2 separate regions of the Triticum aestivum genome follow, and region 2 is linked to region 1. Evidence: chromatin contacts called from public Hi-C data. All regions are on one chromosome and are shown on one strand. Each heading gives the region's core, a stretch centred on a gene start, on an enhancer-like site or on the middle of the called end of the contact. The rest is flanking DNA. Distances are from core to core; before and after follow the strand shown. Region 1 holds the start of LOC123088007 (probable receptor-like protein kinase At5g20050). Region 2 holds the start of LOC123088012 (wall-associated receptor kinase 3).

Evidence for each region. Hi-C and Micro-C count contacts between places; a contact is called where the count stands out from the background.
Region 2: a contact with region 1 is called in a Hi-C map of leaf, with 9 times the contacts expected there. The contact joins the promoter of LOC123088012 here to the promoter of LOC123088007 in region 1. A contact is called at or near these places in 2 of 5 Hi-C or Micro-C datasets (both in leaf).

Annotation. Positions count from the first base shown.
Region 1 is chr4A:669,752,583-669,758,286 of IWGSC CS RefSeq v2.1, reverse strand. It overlaps LOC123088007 (probable receptor-like protein kinase At5g20050), which reads right to left and starts at 2,682. Exons shown (of 1, transcript XM_044510135.1): 1 at 489-2,682. The coding sequence starts at 2,238. The coding sequence ends at 865. LOC123088008 (putative cytochrome c oxidase subunit 5b-like) reads right to left here and starts at 5,521. Exons shown (of 6, transcript XM_044510136.1): 1 at 5,270-5,521; 2 at 5,091-5,176; 3 at 4,914-4,964; 4 at 3,558-3,624; 5 at 3,329-3,408; 6 at 2,825-3,203. The coding sequence starts at 5,396. The coding sequence ends at 3,135.
Region 2 is chr4A:670,055,198-670,060,602 of IWGSC CS RefSeq v2.1, reverse strand. LOC123088012 (wall-associated receptor kinase 3) reads left to right here and starts at 2,187. Exons shown (of 4, transcript XM_044510143.1): 1 at 2,187-2,423; 2 at 3,749-4,660; 3 at 4,771-4,941; 4 at 5,333-5,405. The coding sequence starts at 3,838.

The sequences.
Region 1 (5,704 bases), core at 1,433-3,932:
TAAAGAAATTACATTGAAACCCCCGAGGGCCTACAATCTTATTTCTCTTGAAAGCGTTGATAAGGTGTTGCTCGATTTAGAGATAAGCGTTGATAAGGTGTTGTTGATGGTGGACGAGAAGTCATCAAGGCTATGGTCCTGCCAAACCATCGTCCTGGAGAAGTTGTTATAGTCGGAAAAGCCACGTATTCAAGAGTTAGATCTTAATTTTCACATGCCTCACCTCGATACTGGAGAATGCACCGACATGACAAAGATGAGGCATGAGAATCCAATTGCAAAGGTAAGCCATCGCCACTGCCACATCGGCACACCCTGCAAACTCTAGCCTCATCGCCGACAATTGATGATAGGAATCTATGGCCTCGAATCATGGACACTACCGCACACAACACCATCCGTCCCACATACAATTAGGAGACAGAGGGGGTAGAATTTGAAACGAATATGTTAGGGTCAAGACCGAAATTTCGACAAACAATTAGGAATGATTTTATAATAAATTATAAATTACCTTTTGTCCAACCTCCACAACACAATCAAACCGGCATGCTAACCGGAATTGTGCCACCGGCTACCCTCTCCTCGCCGCCGGCCGCCTCCTCATCGCCTACCCTAATAAACCCTAATTTTGTTCCTCGCCCTCTAGCTTCATCCTCCCGGCTCCCGAGGTTGAATAGTCACCGCTTCGGTACAAGCAGCATGCCACGTGGCCACTCGACAAATTTTATTCTTTGACACGTGGACCGCCTCCGTGGCGAGCTGATTGACTAATCACAGTCTAACCCCCATGCCACGTCAGCACAAGTCACCTACAAATACAGTTAAGGCGAAGAGCTGACTCGACTGTGCAGACGAGGAGCGCTATCTCCCTGACAGGTAGGACATGGCGAACGAGTCGTACTTGCTCAGCACCGACGCCGACGAGGCGGCCCTCCCGGCCGGGCCCGCCGACGGCAGCCGGAACGGCCCGCCGCCCCGAGCGCGGGCGTGGCCGAGCGCCAGAAGGTCCTCCATGATTGTGTCGGACGGCGGCGGCGCCTCCACCTCCCCGGCGACCCTCCCCTCCAGCATCTCCAGCACGCGCGCCATGCTCGGCCGCGCCCCGGCCTTCTCCTGCGCGCACCACAGCGCCACGTGCACCGCGCGCCGCACCGCCGCCTGCTCCGCGTCCCCGACGCCGGAGGAGAGCCTCCGGTCCACGACCTCCATCACGCGCCCCGCCCGCGTCATCTCGGCGGCGATCTTGGGCAGGTACGACCACCCGCCGTCCTCCTCCGGCCGCACGCAGCGGCGGCCGGCGACCAGCTCCAGCAGCACCATGCCGTAGCTGTAGACGTCGGACTTCTCCGTGACGCCGGCGCCGAGGAGCCACTCGGGCGCGAGGTAGCCCGCGGTGCCGCGCACCGCCGTGACCACCCGGCTCTGGTCCTTGCCGGCCAGCTTGGAGAGGCCGAAGTCGGAGAGGACGCCCCGGAAGCCGTCGTCGAGGAGGATGTTCTCCGGCTTCACGTCCAGGTGCAGCACCTTGGAGCGGCAGTCGTGGTGCAGGTAGGCGAGCGCCTTGGCGACGTCGACGGCGACCTGGTAGCGGCGCGGCCACGGCAGGCAGCCGCGCGGGCGGGCGGCGGCGGCGGCGTCATCGGCGGGGGTGGGGGCGGGGAAGATCCAGCGGTCGAGGGAGCCGTGGTCCATGTACTCGTAGACGAGGAAGCGCGGGGAGCCGAGGCAGAAGCCGAGGAGGCGGGCCAGGTTGACGTGCTGCGCGCCGGCGATGGCGGCCACCTCCGCCCGGAACTCCTTGTCGGCGCGTCCGGCGGCGGCGCGGCCGTCGTCGGCGATCCGCTTGACGGCGACGGGGGTGCCGTCGTCGAGGACGCCGCGGAAGACGGTGCCCGAGGCGCCCCGCCCGGCCACGCACCGGAAGTCGTCCGTGGCCGCCGCCAGCGCGTGCAGCGAGAACTTGCGCGGCAGCCCGGCCACCTTGCGGAAGTAGCTGTACTCGGCCCGCAGCTCCTCGCCGTCGTCCAGCGCCCGCCGCGCTGCCATGCGGTCCGCCCGCCCCGCCGTGCAGTGGAGCATGACCAGCAGCGTCAGGACCGTCGCCGCCAGGACGGCGGCCGTGGAGAGGTAGAAGGGCCTCGACAGACGCAGGCAGAGGTAGAGGGCCACCTCGGCGGCGACGAGCACCGTGCTGGCCACCGCGACGGCGAGGACCTTTGCCTTTCTGCTCCCCATCCGTGGTACCAGACCATCTTCTGAGCTCTTTACCTCGTCCTACTCCCAGTTTTGACTTGCTGAATGTTGATCCTTGCAAATCATAAAAGATGACAACGACATTCTCAACTTGAAATTTTTGAGCTTTCCTCTGGTCTCCCTTGAGTCGTAAATTTCAAATAGGATAGGCAACAGGCGAGGAAATGTTCAAACCAAGAACCGATTTGGCGCGACAAGCGACACAAATGGCATCGCGCCACGGGGAATTTCATCGAGAATTTCATTCGCACTTTCAATTGTTAAGTTGATTAAGTAGATGAGCAAAGAGGGATTCAACGCCTTTCAGTGACATCAGTGGATAGTGTGGTTGGTGAAGCCTGCACTTTAGACAAATCCAAGGTTTGAATGTTTCAGCAAACAACTAAATGTTACTACAAAGAAACTAGAGCTTGATTGACAGTTTCCTCAAGGTCTATTTACCGTCATCAAAACTCGACGACAAACAACGGATCAAGATCGTCAAAGCGAAAACGATGCTCCCATAACAAATTACCCACCAGCAAAACAGTTGATGTGGCCACTGAACACGGAGCCATCCACGCAAAGATGCAATTAAAACCTTATTGACTGGATGAAAGGCAAGTCGAAAACGAAAGAGACGTCACTGTTTGTTTAATGAATCACATTATTCGTGTGCGGCAATTCTCCAAAAAGAAAAGAAAAACTATGTTTCCAGGGCCCTTTGCTGCTCCGATTTCCCAGTCATGACAACTGAGAACAGCAAACTGGTTGGCATGGGTATTAAACTCTATGGGCACGCAGAAAAGCTGGTGTTTTTCACAGCTTCAAAGCATCTCAGCAACAAAAATAATTGGCACCGGTCCACTGTTTCATCAGTAGACATGCCCTCTTCGATCTTAATGGTGGTGGTGGTCGTCGTCGTCATCATGTCCGTCGGGGTTTCCTCCGTTCCCAATAACCTCAAGCTGCGGAAATAAAGTTGGAATTTCAATGCTCAGAAAACATGGAGGCAACACATGATTTAGTATCTTGTTCAAAAAAAGTTCACACAAGGAAAAGCAAATTATGTCAACAGAAGACAGCAACATACCTTGAAATACTGAGTGCAGACTGGGCATTCATGCGGCTCGCCTTTCTTCAACCAAAACCACACAACATCATGCTCATCCTCTGAAAAGGAGCAAAATAGTGGAATTTGGAATTTGAGTTAATTAGATTCATGATGGGTTGATAATCATTTCTAGATAAGATGCAGGAGAAGACTGAAGTTTCGCAGCCTCTGTTAGTGGAGACAGAATTATGGATTCAAGTTAATATACCTCCTTCACCACCAGGGCAACCAACAATCCTCTTGTCAAAGTGTGACTGAATGATAGCTGGCTCTTCCTATGAATGAGGATGTGGACACATATTCATTCAGTTAGACCATACGAGTAGAAAAAACAACTAAAGTGCACAATGATACACAAGGTACAGTTGAGCCAACAAAACACTCTGCAAAGTGATTTGTCAAAAGAACAAAACAGAATGCCATGCCTATTTGTGAACTCACAACCATATTACATAACAGCTGTTGCAAGTCAAATGGATAAGTTATGAGAAAATAGGCCGGGCAAATCAGTGAGGTAAAACAGAAAGGGGTCATTGCAGCAAACAAGAATACACAGGGACAGCTACGCAATTCACCATTCTAACTGAGAATAGTCTGTTCTTGATACATGAGGACAATATACTTTACTAGAGATGCATTAGGCTGGAAGATAAGAAACGTAAATTCAACTTCAAAATAAGAGTTACAACCATTGAGCATGTCAATTCACAAATCATAACAAACAGATCCAACACCATCCGTTCAACTAAAATGCTCCACAGCAGCTAAGATCACATTGATAAGGAACAGACTCACAGAATAAAACAAGCAGGATTTTTCAAACAAAATATATCTTCCATGAAACAAAGTGTTCAGTGTTCACATGATATTACAAACCAAGGGGAAAAAACAGATTAATAAGCTAAAAGGAATAGAAAACAGAGCAATGAAAAAGCAAATTCTAGATGCCTGCAAGTAAGTATAAGTTCAAGAGGTGGGTCCGAGTCAGAACAAGTGGTTGGAAATTCAGAAAGTTAACCCTTGCAACAACCCCTGAATTGTCTTTTAACATGCTAAAATCCAAAGACAGCTGATACATATTATCACAACCCAGAAGATGCTAATTGCCAAGGTCTGATATTATCACAACCCAGAAGATGACAAGTGCACAAAATGTTCAAGCAATGACTATGTCGTAAGAATGTTAAAATCAGCCTCATTTTTGCAATGACTATTATCACAACCCAGAAGAAGACAAATTTGCTTGCAACATACAGCCTCATTTTTTACCAACACGACTTCCAAAAGTTATGAAGACAAACATGATTGTGTACGCTGGACTGAATCTATCAGAATAACGTATCGTGCTGCCTTACAACTAGAGCAATGCCATTGGTCTCACCAATACCTAACTTATGTTCAGCAAACCACTCTCTGACTATTACTAGTAGATCAAGGCAATAACGGCAAGCCTAAGGACCACACATCACCATTTCAGTGCAGACAAACAACCTATTAGACAATCCAATCGCGCACGGATCAAATGACCATTGCAGATGGCACCAAAAATTGGGAAAGCGCTGACCTTGGTGCCGAATGGGCCGACGGGGGCGTCCATGTCAAACCGCTTCTTTCCCTGCAGACGAAATCCAACGAGGGTCAAGAACGAACCGGCAAGGAAAATGAAACCGTGAGAAGAAGAAGAGACGAGGCCTAAGGCGGCCACGACGGAGGAGGGAGGCGGGCGGGCGGGCGGGCGGACCTGGAGCTCGGCCTCGATCTCCTCGCGCTCGTGCCCCGTGGCGATCGGCATCACGTCCTCCACCCGCATCCTCGCCTGCCCCGCATCTGCGGAAAACGCGCGGACCGCCGCTGTCAAATCGGGACCGAGAGACGGACGGGGACGGGGACGGGGGACGGCGGCGAGGGGCGACTGCTTACCGAGGGTGGAGAAGAAGGCGGGCGCGCGGCGGAGGGCGCCCGCGGCGGATCCCGAGATCGCCGGAGCGCGGCGCGCGGCGAGGGCCGAGCGGCGGGCGAGGAGGAGTGCGGCGGCGCGCTTCCACATGGCGGGCGGCGGCGGCGGGCGGACGAGGGGGCGATGGGGAGGAGACGGGTCGGGGTCGGGGTGGTTCGAATGGCTCGCTCTCTGCCGATGGGTCTTATGGAACGGAGGCCTTTTCCACTTGGTGTTTCTTTTCTAGGCAACCGATAGTGGAAAATATAGAATAATTCCGTCGAAATGATGAAAAATCTCTCCTCTCTCTTTTCCATTTCGATTTTTGTTGGCAACCCCGTTTCCTCGGCTGATTTTCGACGTCTGGTCCGTCCCTCCTCCTAGAGCGTGTTTGGTTGCATAAACTGGATATGATTAAG
Region 2 (5,405 bases), core at 938-3,437, 300 kb before region 1:
GGGATTCAGTGTTGTAAACGTAGGCAGGCTCCATGCATGCAGAACTATCTGTAACAAGTAGTCCAGAAGTTTAAAATTCATGTGGAGAGTGCATTTGTAGGTGGGAATGGAGACATGGCATGCCCTTTAGTTACACCTGCAACTTGGTTTTGAAATTTCGAAATTCAAATGAGCTGGGCGGGAATGGAAAGGGCATTGGAATGAGCATCCGGGCCGTCAGATCTGCAGCCCATAGATGACTGTTAGAGCTTCTGGACCTGCACATATTTTTGGAACTCTTAGGGATGTTTCTTACAAAATTGTTGAGGCTCGGCCCGAGACCATTGGATGAAATCCAAAATAGGTAGGTGAGATGCTAAGATGTGAATGTGCTCTTTTTAGAGGGTTTGGGTAGCATCTCCTATGGCTTGCTCTAAAGTGAAGAAGTTGCAGCCGGCACAATTGACAGCTTTGAACATATTGGATATTCTTTTGTCAAAAACAAACTAGGACAAGGACACAACTTACATCTAACATATCATAACATTTTTCAAACCCAAACCCGCAACACACATTGAGAAGAAAATAGACAATTCCGACATTGAATATAACCTACTGGAAGTTGGGACTTGAATTTGGCCATTCGTCACTACTGAGAACGAATTTGTCAAAAAAAAAATCAAGTAGTATTTCAAATTTTGACTTGAATCTCTATAACATTATTATAGATTTATATATGTTGTGTCTATTTTTTTTACAGTTCTTTAATAAAACTTTTTAAAGTTTCATCGGAGGCCGGGTACACCGCTAGCCCCGCCGCGTCAGATAACCAGCTCCAAATTAAGGTAGGAAAAAAAACTTTCAAGGGGACCCAAAAAAAACATAAGTGCTTGCCCTACTAGAGGCTCAACGTGTACCCTTATTTCAGACGGCTAAACTACCAGAAAATCGTTCGAGATATGGTGACTATTCCTTGAGTTGTCTTTATATGCGGCCAAGAGGATTAAACCACAAGAACCAAACATCGGTTTGGTGTCTAGTGGGATGGTTTGACATCCGTCCCAACGAGGGATCAAACCGCATATTTGACAACTCATGTTCTTACAGTGTGAGGCGACGTTTCTGCCGATAACGAGGCGTGCGCCTCTCTGATCACAGACTCTGCACAATCTTAAAAGCTCAGTAGATCCAGCGTGGTCGGACGCGCATAAGTGTGCGTCGTGATGACATGCATATACAAACATGTCACGATAGTATTACGATTTTACAAAAGGGTTGATGTCGCCACATATGTCCATTGTTTGGACGGAGAGAACGAAGGCCGCCGTGTACAATGCCGCCGCGTGAATTTGTCTGGCTCGTTCCAACGCGCCATCGACCGGCGGCAGCTCAACGGCTCTTGGCGTGTGCATGCAATGCACATATATATATGCACGCCCGGTGTTGGTTCTTCTCCAGGATCATCCTATCCTATCCTAATCAATTTCACTCCCAGGACTCTGAGCTGCATCCAGTTATACACCCATGGCTTGGTCACTGCCTGCGGCTACGGGTAAGAATCTTCTACCGTTAGACTTCATCCTTAACAGTTCTCAATGTACTACCAAAATGAATGTCTTAATACTGTAGTAGAGAACCGCGGGTAGGGCCCAAATTGATCTCCGGTTCTTGTAATTACAGTTTCTTGATTAAGCATCTGTGGGATCGGGAGGGCTGCTTATTGGCTGGGTTTTCTCCGATTAATTCATGTTTCTTTTTAATGTTTGTGTACTTTTTTAAATTATGAATATTTTAAGATTTTTTCAGTTTCCATCAACAATTTTCAAATACGTGAACTTAAAAAAACATGAACACGTTTCAAATCAGTGAACATTTTAAAATTCATCAACTTTTTCTCAAATTTATGAACCTTATTTTCAAATTCGTGATTTTTGTAAATCCTTGAACTTTTTTAGAAATATGTGAACATTTTTTTTCAAATTCATGAACTTTTTTGAAATTTTGATTTGAACTTTTTTCCAAATTCATGAACCTTTTCGAATTTGCGAACTTTTCAAATTCGTATGATTTTTCAAATGAGTGAACTTTTTTCGAACCGCTACAGTACCACGTGGTGCTCCCAACATGGCCCGGCCCAGTAGGGGATGCTCTGTGCGCTAAATGAAAACTGTCGCAACAGGCGCCGATCAGGAGCCCTCCCAATTCCCCCAACGTCTCAAAAAAAAAGGAGCTCTCCAAATTCCCCACCCAGGACGCCAGGCCGGCGAGATGCCTGACGGCGATGCAGAGGCCCGCACCGCCACCACAAGTGCGGCACCTCCGGGTCCTCCTCCGCCTCTCGCCATGGTCGCTTCAGCCGGCGCCGACACGCTGAATCCGAGTACCCGGCACTACCGGCCGCCGGCGCCGTCGTGCCACAGCGCGGGGCTACCAGGCCCTGTGAGGTACGGGAAACCCTAGCCGAACGATGCAGTTCGAAATCTGGCGCGTGTGTGATTCGAGTATGACGCATCGGCCGGGCCTGGGATGCGATTTTATTCATTTTTTTGCTGGGGAATTTATCTTGTGTGCACTGCAACTCTGCGAGCTCCGGGCATTTGGGGAAATCAGGAGCTTATCCAGTTCGAAATTGCCTAATAGTTTTTCCCAGCGCGCGCATGGCCAGCACAAAAATAGATAGTGCATACATTTTATATTGCTGGAGAAAACCATTTTACAGGTTAGTGTGGATTTTAGTTTGACTACGTACATGTGAAATCAGTAGCAAAATGATTTTTTATGCACTTACAATTGTTGGGCTGAGATGGAGGTTTCAGAGTGATGATGGCATGTGAGGATCAAATTCAGGAGATAGTGGGATGGAAGAAATAGGCTATTTAGAAGATTATTTCTACAAATTCTTCGTTCCAACATGCAAGATGGAACAAAAATATGAAAAAGGGCTGCTCGGACCATAGAAAAAAAATGCATCCATTATAAATCGCTAAAATCTGTGTGTTGTGGTTGGCAAGCATGTGGTGGTCCCTGGTCCTATCCCCGGCCACCCGATGTGCCATTTTAGGTTTATAAACAGAGAGCAACAAACTAGTTGCTATTATTTTAGTTTTTATGTAGTTATAAGTTTGTAAAATCAATGCCAATAAAGAATTAATAAAGATATTTCATCTGAAAAGTTGCATAGAAAAATCCAAAGTCATAAACTGAAACAAGCCGTTTATTTTTTTGGATTAGAGGTAATATTTTCCCTACAGTTTCTAGAATGAGATAGAAAGAAACATGGAGTCTAGAGTCTGGACTGTAGACTTCTCCTTTTTGGTCTGCTCCCCAGCATAGACTCATAATGAAGATGTGAACTTAAACTCTTGTATGGTGAAAGAAAACTTGAAATCAGATAATAATAGCTAAGAGAGACATACAGAGTTGATGCTTTGTTATATAAGAAGACGAGCATTAACCTTATTTTCTTCATCTGATTCAGATATTGTTGGGTCAAAACGTTTGTACTAGTGGGATCAAACTCTTAACTAACTAATGATGTATTCCTTATGAATGGACTTCTATGACATTTTCCTTAAATGGTGCTTGGATTGGAGGGGCTTTGGCATATTCTGCAAGAAAGCAAATATTTGTTATCTACTACTCACTCGCCATATTAGAATATTTTTTTTTGTATTTGTGGGGCCAAATGTCCCATAGCGACAGCATAAACATGCATCCAGAGTAGATAGATAAATATGTACATGATACATCTCTTGGCCCTTGCCTACAGGTCTGAAGCTCTTACTACTTGTCGCTGCCACGCTGACCCTGCAATATAGTGCTACCGCTTATGGGGCTGGGTACTATGGGAGCATCAGCATGGCATGGCCCGGCTGCCCAGACAAGTGTGGTAACGTCAGCATCCCGTACCCGTTCGGCACCGGAAATGGATGCTTCCAGGAACCCTTTAATGTCACGTGCAATGTGAGCGGGGCATATTTGGCCTCCACCAAAGTAAGGATACTGGACATCAATCTTACTCTAGGTGAGATTCGTGTTCAGAACCCATACATAGCATGGCAATGCAACCACACCAATGGCACCAATAGTACTGGTGGTGATTCGCAAGGCTTAAGTCTTGATCCTTCTCATAAGCTTTCCTACACCAAGAACAAGTTGACATCAGTCGGTTGTGCTACGCTTGCAATGGTCGTAGGAGTCACCAAGGGCAAGAACCAGCTTGAATTCCCCATTGTTAACTCATGCTTTTCATACTGCACTGACGCAAGTAATGTGGATAATAGCTCTGGGTGCGCTGGAATGGGTTGCTGCCAGTCCTCCTTTCCAGGAAATGTCAGTTCCGTTAACACCACATCCATGGCAGTACCAGATATATACGACTCAAACATCCAGTCTTTCAGCCCGTGCAGCTACTCTTTTGTTGTTGAGGAGGAGTGGTTCAAGTTCGATCCTTTATATGCTAGCTCTACTGATTTCGCAAGTAGATATGCAGATGGAGTTCCTGTGGTACTTGATTGGGTTGCTGGTAATGGAAGTTGTTCCGAAACCAGCAAGATGGGATCACAGTATGCCTGCCAAGCCATGAACAGTGAATGCATTGATGTGTATAATGGCCCCGGTTACCGCTGCAACTGCTCTCAAGGTTATGAGGGCAATCCCTATCTGCAAGGAGGGTGCAAAGGTATGAATTCCAGATATATTCTTGTTTCTGTCAGCTTTATTGTTCATGGAATGTGATTTCTGTTGATTCATGTTGAAATTCCCCTCACGTCCTCGAGTTGGAATTGACAGACATCAATGAGTGCGAACCCCCAAACCAGTCCTTGTATCCTTGCAAAGGTAATTGCATAAACACCGACGGTAGCTACACCTGTTCATGCCCATCAGGATTCAGGAGCGATGATCCAAGGAGCATACCCTGCGTTCGAGCTGACCCAAACAAAGCACTGAAGGTGGTCTTAGGTAATGGTGTTATAATTAATCAAAATATTTTGCACACCAAATGTTCACATACTGCTTGACCATAAACAGAAAGCTTTTCTGTACTTTTTTATGCGAGTCATATAAGGCCAACTAGAGTGCAGTTTGTACAGAGCTCAGAAGTTGGTCATAGGTAATGGGTAAGTTAATGATTGCAATATATTGTGCACCTGTTGTGCAGCACAGTGCTTAATATTCGAAATCTCTTTTGCACTTCTTATGCCAGTTATGTAAGTCCATGAATAGTTCGCATTCATCTCATACAGCAGACTAAATGGTGTGTATAGCACATAATATGTTGCATTGTGTTTTAGCCAAATGTGGTCAATGTCTACCGGTTGAACTGATGGTATTTAACTTTCATTATTTTCAGGCTTATCCGTCGGTGCTGTCTTCCTCATGGTTTTTATCTTCGCTCTATGGGCTGAGTATCAGAAAAGAAAGCT